Regions from separate parts of the Mus musculus genome. Here region 2 is linked to region 1. A link is a contact called in public Hi-C data. All regions are on one chromosome and are shown on one strand. The core of a region is the stretch at or near the end of the contact, and the rest is flanking DNA. Distances in the headings are between cores, read along the strand shown.

The links. Hi-C and Micro-C count contacts between places; a contact is called where the count stands out from the background.
Region 2: a Hi-C map of cerebellum shows a contact between it and region 1, with 2.2 times the contacts expected there. The contact joins two enhancer-like sites. A contact is called at or near these places in 1 of 15 datasets of contacts at CTCF or cohesin (large pre-B cells) and 1 of 484 Hi-C or Micro-C datasets (cerebellum).

Annotation. Positions count from the first base shown.
Region 1 is chr12:109,020,594-109,025,616 of GRCm38.p6, forward strand. Wdr25 (WD repeat domain 25) reads left to right here. Exons shown (of 7, transcript NM_177602.3): 5 at 4,370-4,540. Among named protein-coding and RNA genes, the nearest start is that of Gm52002, 22 kb to the right of the region's middle. Within about 2 kb of position 1,933, at least 10 of the 459 cell types and tissues checked have an H3K27ac peak or open chromatin away from gene starts, as enhancers often do. A contact at or near this core is called in cerebellum, where this site is marked.
Region 2 is chr12:109,974,136-109,978,498 of GRCm38.p6, forward strand. No RefSeq gene overlaps it. Among named protein-coding and RNA genes, the nearest start is that of Gm34667, 48 kb to the right of the region's middle. Within about 2 kb of position 1,661, at least 17 of the 459 cell types and tissues checked have an H3K27ac peak or open chromatin away from gene starts, as enhancers often do. A contact at or near this core is called in cerebellum, where this site is marked.

The DNA of each region.
Region 1 (5,023 bases), core at 683-3,182:
TTAATAAAATATGTCCATGAGTTTAGAGAAAGGGTTGGCAACCAGAGCCTACAAGCCCCATCTGGCCTGTGACCTGCTTTTATATGGCCCCTGGGCTAAATGTGGGTTTTATGCCTGTAATCAACTCTAATATGCGCGCACTTGAGCTGTCTCTGCTGAGAGCGTGCTCACACACACAAAACACACACACACACACACACACACACACAGTACATACCGCAACAGTGACTGTACATGGTTCATGAAACCTAAACTGTCATCAGTGATCCTTATTCATGAGTGAAATCTACAAAGTAAGATCTTTTTTAAAAAGGATTTTTATTTAAATGTGCGTATGTGTGTGAGTATGTATGATGTATGTATGTATGTATGTATGTATGTATGTATGTATGCCACCAGTCACATGTGTGCAGGTGGCCAAGGAGGCCAGAAGGGGGTGTTGGATTTTCTGGGAGTTTCGAGCTGACGTGGATGCTAACAAGGAGGGTGTGGATGCTGAGGATGAAGCCTAGATCTTCAGGAAGAGCAATATGTGTTCTAACCACTGAGCCATCTCTCCAGCCCCCAGAGAAATAACCAAATAACCCTGGTAACTCCATCTCCCTCATTCTGTCCCCTTCCTCTACTGGTGAAATGTACTGCTTGATTTTTATTTTAAGCTTACATTCCTATTGTGCGCTTATTAAATGGGATCTCAAGCGTCTGCTGCTTTGTGACTAAGGATGACTTTGAACTTAGATCCCCTGGCCTTGACCTCCCAAGTGCGGAGATTTGAACGCGTGTGCACACCCCTCTCCGTCACCCTCTGCTCATTCCCTCTCTACCTCTGCAGCGGGGCTCTGAACATGGGGCCCTGGTGTTGGCTTTAGCAGGACAGGCTCCCTGGTGTTGCAACAGGCATGGCGGTACCCAAGTCCTCTCCGTGCTCTCCGTGGCGTACGCTGGGCTGTTCCCAGTTCTTCACTGTCTTTGACATCATGCTGACATCTTGGTGTCCTGCCCGCCCGTGCAGCTCTATAACCAGTTGTTGGGTGTGGGGTGGGTTGTGGGTTGCAGGGTGCCGCACGTCTGTAGTGTTGCCCTGGGTTGCCCGGCCCCTCCTCTCTGAGTCTGTGCATCTCTGCCAGCAGCTTATAGCATCCAACACCCTGACACCACCCAACAGAGGTGCTGTCAGACTCTGGGAGTTTGCTCATTTAATAGGCAAGGGATGACATTTAAGTTTGCTTAAATTGCTCTTGTTATAAGCAAGGTCGAAGCCATTTCCCTGTCGATGAGCTGCGTCCTCTCGCCATCTTCTGTGGAGCTCAGGCTTTCTCAGAGGCTGTCTTGTCTCAGAGGCTGCTGGTGTTGCAGATGGTAACCTTTGCATCTAATGCCCCTTACAAACGCCTCTCCCACGTGGCTGCCTGTTACTCGTTCGTTACTTATCTGCTCATTTTCTGCCTGTGAGTGAGCTGTGTTAGTTAGTTGCCACTTGGTCAGCCGGACTGGCCTCTCTCTCACTGCTCCTGGCTGTAAAATTGTGTCTGGGAAGTACCCCAAAGCCTGGCCCGTAGAGGAATCCAGTCACGTTGTCTTCTCTGATTTATGTTTTCCTTTGCTTTATTAGTATAAAGTTCTGTTGCTTCTCTAATGTCTACAGACATTTTAATGGTCATTCTCAAAGCTCTGTGACTGACTCGGCCTGAGGGACAAGCCCTACAAGCATGCTCTAGAGCTGGCATGTATAGACTGTCACATTCTCACACTTGAAGAAGCCCATATGCCTGATATCAGGGAAATGGAACAATCTGGGAGTGGAGACCTGGGCCATGGCCAGAACCTCACTGGAACAGCCCATTCGATCCGAGAGAGCCAGAGCCTCAAAGAGGCAAGGCTGTGCCTTGGTCGGCATGAACAGTCCATCGGAGTCCAGGTTGATTATCCACAGGCGGTCTTAATTCTCCAGCTATGACACAAGCTGTCGTCTACCTTCCCCACAGCCAGGCTTTTCCAGTGGGTCTGGGGTTGCCAGTGGAGGCTCTCCTCCTTGGCTCCAGTCCCGAGGTAGGGCGTGCCAGCTGCCCAGGTAATAATCAAGGTTGCCGTAAAACTCCCCAGCCTACAGGGTATGTCTCAGCGGGAAGGAAAGTCTGCCATGCGGTGAGGAGCACTCCGAAGGCTAGCTTCCTGCCCACAGCTGTGCCTCATTGGCAGGGTTCATCTGTAACACGGCCAGTTTCCCAGCCATTTGCTTTTATGGTGCCCTAATGAACTGTGCTATTTGTAGCCATTCTGAGAAGATGTGTGCCTTTTGTTCTGGTAGAGTTTACTTGGAAGGTGCAGGGTATAGGTAGTTCTGACATGCATGGCAGATGGCCCCTAGGTATGCCTTTCTAGGCTGTTGTCCTGAGTTAGAAAATACAGGGAGAGCCCCAGGTGCCTTCATCATCCCCTGGCCTAACCCAAGGAGGCTACAGGGCATGTGCTCTTAAGGCCACACATATCCCAGGGCACACATGGTGACCACTAACTGCTGTCCTCTATGACCTGGCCGGCTCTGCACGGATTCACCAGGGAGAAGGATCCAGGCCACCTGCAGAGATGTGTCTGAGAGGTGAGATGTGGCCAGAGCAGTTTCTTACTCTATAGTCACTGGTGTTCCTAGTTAGCTCTTGATGCCTGGCGACCTGGCCTGCGGTTGATGGAGACAGTTAGAGGGGAAGGGTGAGCGGAGGTATCTTAACATGGCCACACAGTCCCAAAGGGCATGGGAGAAGGGGTCTAAGGGTGGTGGGATTGGACTGTTTAGGGATGAACAGGGGCAGGGAAGACCCTCAGAGCCAGTTTGCTTGCTGACCCCTCTGCCCACCAGAAAGCAGAACTGTGCTTGAACATTGGGTGTTGGGTAAGCTTGTGGGGCAGATATTGGGGGCTGTGACATGTCCTGCCCTCCCCAGGTTCATGCCTAGCGGGGGTATATCTCAGCAGCAGTGTGGGACCTGGATGCCTTGTGGGCCTGTGCCCATGGATCCTGGTCTCGTGGGATGACACACAAGAAAGCAGGCAGCTCTTGTAGCTGGAGACGCTCCTAGAAGCATCTGTGAGGGGAAGACTGTGGCCCTGTCCTGCCTTCATGTCTCTGCAGGGCTGGCCTCTCCTCTTCAGGGCTTGGGGGTGGGTGGGTCTGATGTCACTCCAGTAGAAGCCTACTTGTGAAGAGGCCAAATCATTTGTTGCCCACGTTTGCCCCTAGTAACTTACAGAGGCAGGGACTGTCCAGCAGACACCCCAGTTGTGAGCCCCAAGGGAAGCAGCTGGGATGGGTGAGGCTTGGCCTCACCTCATTTGCTAGCCAGCGGAACGGATGACCCCAGATCTGTGTGTCTGCTGTAGCCACATGGTGGCGCCGAGAGAGCTGATAACCCTGTGACCAGTGCCTGTGGGCTGCCTGGGCTTCCCTTCCAGGCAGCAGGGGCTGGGTGGGCATCTCAGCCCTGCATTTGTCATCATGCCCTGCCCTGCCATGTGAGAGCTCATTCAGTGGAGGTGCCCTGAGTCCTTGTGCTGGACCCCGCTCGCTCGCTCGCTCCTACCAAACCCAGCATGTCAGAGCAGGACTCGTGGAAGACAGTGCAGGGCATGGTTCCCCTCGTTTAGGAGAGGAGGCTGGGAGATACCAGGGATGATCCCTAGAAAATAAAGCACATCTTTAAAAGTCAAATGCATTCTGCTGGGTGGTTGTGGCACGGGTCTTTAATACTGGTACTTGGGAGGCAGAGGCAGGTGGATCTCTGTGAGTTCAAGGCCAGCCTGGTCTCGAGAGCAAGTTCTAGGAAATAAAAATCAAAACCAATGTAAGCTGTGTTCTGAGACTTGAGTCCTAAGAACGCTTGTTCCCTGTGTCACAGCTACTCGTCCAGGGACAGTAGTCCAGGTTTTGTAGCTGTGAGTTACGTGACACATTCAGGCCCTCTCAGAGGAATGATACCATCGTTGCTGGATGGCACTATTTATTAGGTACTGAGGACGAGGTGGGAGCCCCCGTCCCTAATGTGAGTTCACTGTATATTGCTGCTGTTGAGGGATCCTGTCAGCCCAGGAAACAACTGCTGCTCATTGTACCACATACTGACAGAGACGGTGGACATAACCAGCAGGTCAGCTTGCATCTGACAGGTCATTGGTTCCCAAGAGCAAACAGCTATGGCCTGGTGAGGCTGGAAAGTCACAGGGAACCATCTATGCTGGGGCTGTGTGGAGTGTGTATAGCCCAGAATAGGTTCACTGGCCCTGCCCATCCTGAGTACTACCTAACACTCCTTGGCTTTCCCTGGGTGAGCACCTTCCCCACGCCCACCATGGTGACTAGTGTCTACTCTTACAGGTGGTGAAAGGCTACAAGGCCACCATCCAGCAGACCCTGGACATTCTCTTCCTCCAGGAGGGCTCCGAGTTTCTTAGCAGTACGGACGCATCCACCCGGGACTCTGCTGACCGAACCATTATCGCCTGGGATTTCCGGACCGCTGCCAAGATCTCCAACCAGATCTTCCATGTGAGAAACTTTGGATTGAATTGTTCTGCATGTCAGCCATAGGGGGTTTCCTGCAGCCCTGGGGTGGGGTCCTGGCTCCTTTCTGTCTGGGGCAGAGGGAGATCATTTATTTGAAGTATCTAGGACAGGGGTAGTCATAGGTCAGGTCTAGGGCTGCTGCACACAGTGGCAGCCTCTGATGACTGCCCTTTCTGGTCCAGCCGCCCATGACTTTGATAATAGCACCTCATGGAGTACTAAGAAGGAGAGAAGAGAGAATGCTTATAAAGATGGAGCACAGTGTCGGGCACAGAGTCCTCCCTGATAGTAGAATTGTCATGACCAACCCAGCACCATCATCACTACCAACCTGATCACCACCTCTATCACCAGCATTACCATCACTGCTGCCACCACATCACCATCACCATGGTTACCACATCACCATATCACCATCACCATGGTCACCACCTCCATATCACTAACCATCACTGTTGTCACCTC
Region 2 (4,363 bases), core at 411-2,910, 950 kb after region 1:
CCTGACCATGCCATTTGGGACACGCAAGATGCAGTCCGAAGACACCTGAAGCAAGACCTACACTTTGTGTTCTAATAGCCTAAGCCCTGGCAAGGGCCACATGTCACCTAGAGGCAACCCAGCTTGAGATCTGGGCCTATGGGAAGCCCAGGGTTATATGTGGCACCTCCCCTGCCTCACCACCCAGGCAGTGAGACGACCCCAGCAGGAGGGGGAAAGCAAGGCTGAGGAGGGCTCAATTGGGGGGAGGGAGGGTGACGGGGAGGGAGGGTGGTGGGGAGGGGTTGGTTTCAGAATCTAGGGAGGTCGTGAAAAACCCACACCCTGTCCTGTGTTAAGATGGCCTGGCCTGCCAGTTCAGCTCCAAATGTCATCCACATGGTCACTTGCAAACAGCTCTACAAAGCAGCCTCCCAGCTCCCATCATGCCCTGTTCTTCTGTGCACATAGACCCAGCCTGACGAGAGTCAGCTTAGTCCACCAGGAGGTGCAGATGTATGCTCTGAGTCCGGGACTGTGGGAAAGGCTTCATCAGAAACGTTTGCTAGGTGCCACAAGGGAGATGGGAGCCTTCAGAGCAGATGAAAGGAGAGAGCTGTCTCTTTGTTGTCTTATTGGTCTCTCTGTGGAGAGACACCCTTGCTGTGCTAACAGGCAGCTCTCTTGGATAGAGGGGAGGAGGTCTGGGAGCCGTAGTACCTGTGCTTGCCCCAACTCTTCTGTAATCACACACACACACACACACACACACACACACACACACACACACACACAAGGCAGAGTCCCTTTCTCTGGCCCTTTCTCTTAAGTTTCTCCTTCTGAACAAAGCTAGGGATACAATCTCTTTGGGACCCCCTCCATCCCCACATTAATCACTTTGGTTTCCGGAAATCGTGAGGATGGAGCATAAAGGAGTATCTGTGTCTAGCTCCTGCCCCTGAGGTCACTGCCCAGCCACTTTCCACAGCCTCAGCAGCATCCCTTCTATCTTAGTGGCCTCTGTGAGCCTCCAGGGGACCCTCTGAAGAGTAGCAGGCAGAGCTGAGGACATGACCCCCACCTGGAAGACAGCGTTCTATCCTACAGAATGCTGCCAGGAGGTATGTGGGCAGAGCGGTAGCGGGATGTGTACTGAGGCCTCCCCACACTGTTTCCCGTGTACCTGCCTACGTGACCAGAACCTCTCAGAGGCTGCTCTCTGTGTGAGCCCATCCTGCGATCGACCAGGCTCCACAGAAGGGAAAGCAGGCTTTCCAGTGCCTGCTGGCTGCCCAGGTGGCTGAGAGCCCATCTTCAGAGCCTCTGGTGGATCTCACTTCAAATCTGGGAGCTCAGACCTAAGTGAAAACCCCAAGCATGGAACAAAGCTGCTACTTAAGAGTGGATGTCCTTGGGTTCCTGGAGGTCAAACCTTGACTTGATCCAGACTGGAGAAAGGCCCTATTATCCCAGAGCCTTGTTATCTGGGAAAGTCCCAAGGTGTCGAGGTGGGAGAGGTCAGCTAGTGGCATCCATACCAGCTCCCTTTGGCTCATGGTCTCATGAGCCAGGTTTTCCGGGATGTGTGACCAGCAGGAGACCGCCTCCAGACAGCTCCGATTGTCCACGCCGCATGGCAGCGTATTGTGCAACGGCCCACTGAGTTATCTCTCCTGGGTGCCAGGAAACAATTGTCCCATCTGGCTTGCCATCTGGGCCCAGAGTCCATGCCAGCTGGGCACTCAGTCCTGAGCCGTCTTCCTCTGGATGTCCAGTATCACAGAGCATAGAAGTCCTGTCCGCCCACATTTCTATGCCCCACAGTAGGCTGCCCATCCCATGAACATTAACCTCTCACCCCAGCTTTATGCCTCTGACACTAAGGAGTCCCCCCCCCCCCAAGCTTCTGGAGCTGGGCACAAGGCAGCCCCAGACTCGGGGAGATTTCTGAGGCTCTCAGAGCCAGCCTGAAAGCCCCCAGGCCTAGGGAAGCGCGTACCTAGCAGTGATGACCTTAAGCCACTCAGCTACCTCTTGTACTTTCTTATTCCATACTTTCTTTGGGTAAGTCCTGGTCCTTGCAAGTACTGCTCTCTTTCAGTCTTGGGTGTGGGTGTGCTGCAGGAGAGAATAGCAGAGAGAGGAAGCCAACACAGGCCATCAGAGGCCATTGGTGTGCCCAGAGGGTCAAGCTGCCTGTAGAAGGAGCTGCCTGAACCCAGAAAACAGACAAGTTCCTGGAGGAATGGTGGACGTTGATGATTAAAATGGTCTCCCAAGGGCCAGCAGTGTGGGGCTGGGTAAAGACCTGAGTTAGGATCTCCAGCACTCGCATTACATAGCTGGGCACGGCTGTGCAATCCCAGCTTGTGGGGTGGAGATGTAGGTAGAGCCAGAGAGTTCAGTGAGAGACCCAGTCTCAAAGCATTAAAGTGGGCAGTGGTGGAGAAGGACACCTGATGTGTATACCCAGCCACACACACATGCACACACATGCGTGGGCCATCAGTGGTAGGGCAGGGGGTGAGGCCGTGTCAGTGAGGTGTTTATTTTCTAATGCTGCCCTAACAAAGCACCGCAGCCAGGATCTTTAAAATGCAGCGTGGTTGTCCTATTGTTCTCAAGCTGGAAGCCCAAATGAAGGTGTCCATAGGATGGCCCTTTCGAGGTCTCTTCCCTAGCCTATAGCAGTCACCTTGCAATGTGACACATGGCATGGGTGTCCTTCTCATGTTTATGCTGCCCTCTTGTCAGGACCACAGCCGTGCCCACCAGAGCAGCCCCATCTTACCTTACCCACACTCCATACTCAGTCTTGGTCTAAGAAATCAGTAGTTTGAGCGTCAACAAGTCAGCCAAAAACAGGGACTGAAATATTTGTCTACAGAACGTGAAAGGGGACGAGGAGATGGATCACTCAGTAAAGTGCTTGCCGGGCAAGCAAGAGAACCTGAGTTGGACCTCCACAACCCATGTACAACAAACTATGCTTGGAACTCCAGTGTTGGAAAGTTAGAGACAACCTTGCTGTCTATCCAATCTAGATAAAATAATGGCTTCCCATGTTTGAGAGGGAGACCCTAACTTCAAAACACAAGACAGACATCTCCCAAGGAAGGGCACCCACCTCTCTGGCCACCACCTGCATGCCTAGACACGCTCACGCATGCGCGCGCGCACACACATACACATACACACGCACACGCACATGCACACGTACGAGCACAGGGGAACACACAAAGAATTCGAAAATGTAAAAGACTATGGAACATAACATTTATAAAAAAAAAAACTTCCTCCCACTTCCTTGGGTCAGCGAGGGCTGGAGGCTGTGGGTGAACCAACCAGACAAGATAGCCAAAGAAGATGTGTTAATCAGCACAAGCTTGTAGCAAGTTTCAGGAGCTGATGGATGGGATCGCACTTCATATCAAGTGCATTAATCTGCTCTGAAATCAGCGAAGTATTCATCATGATGAAGCCGATTTTCCAAGAAAATTGAATAATTGCAGCCCAGGTGGGCGGCCCTGAGTCAGCCCTCATTATCTCCCGCCCTCCACGGGAGGCTCGAGGGCCCTCAGCAGCTCCTTAGCCCTTCACTGTGATGGATTCCTTCCCCATGGACACTCCGGGAGGCTCTTTGTCATGCCTGGAAACTTCGGGATTCGACAGCCCCATCATCCTGAGAGCCTGTGGGCGGCTGTCATATCCTGCACACTCTGGATAGGAGCCTTCTTTGTGTCATGACAATGGCCCATCCCAGCAGACAGTGAGGGTCTGGAAAAGTTCATCACCAAGTCTTAGAAGTTCTAAATAACAGAGGACAGGATAACAGATAAGAAGGGCTGGGTCCCCTCATTGATACCCTGTCTCTGCTCATGCAATCTTCTGTGGCCTGAGCTTGCAGTGGCCTCCAAGCACAGCTCCTGTCTCTTATTCACCCCACACATCCATGCTTTGTGAATTCGTAGCCTGTGTCCCAGATCCTGACCATTGGTACAGACCTCATGCCAGCACTGCTGGCCTTGAACCCCTGGGGGAAACTCCAGGGGCACAGACAATTGCTCTATGAAAGTCACATGCTTTCTATTATCACGGTACCAGCAATGTGGGAAATTGGCCTTCCATCAGAGAGATGCATGAAGAGGCAGGTCAGTATTGCTTGAGCATGCTTACCCTCCATCTTGTCTTCTTCAGCTCTTCAGCGCTCTTCTGCAAACCCTTCATGATAGTTCCATGTGCAGCCTGTCATGCCCTAGCCTAGAATCTAGACAGGATAATATATTTATAAGTCAGGGTCTCCATAGGACAGAACTGAATACATACATATCACAAGTAGGACTTACACAATTTGTCCAGCAATGGCCATCTACACACTGGAGAA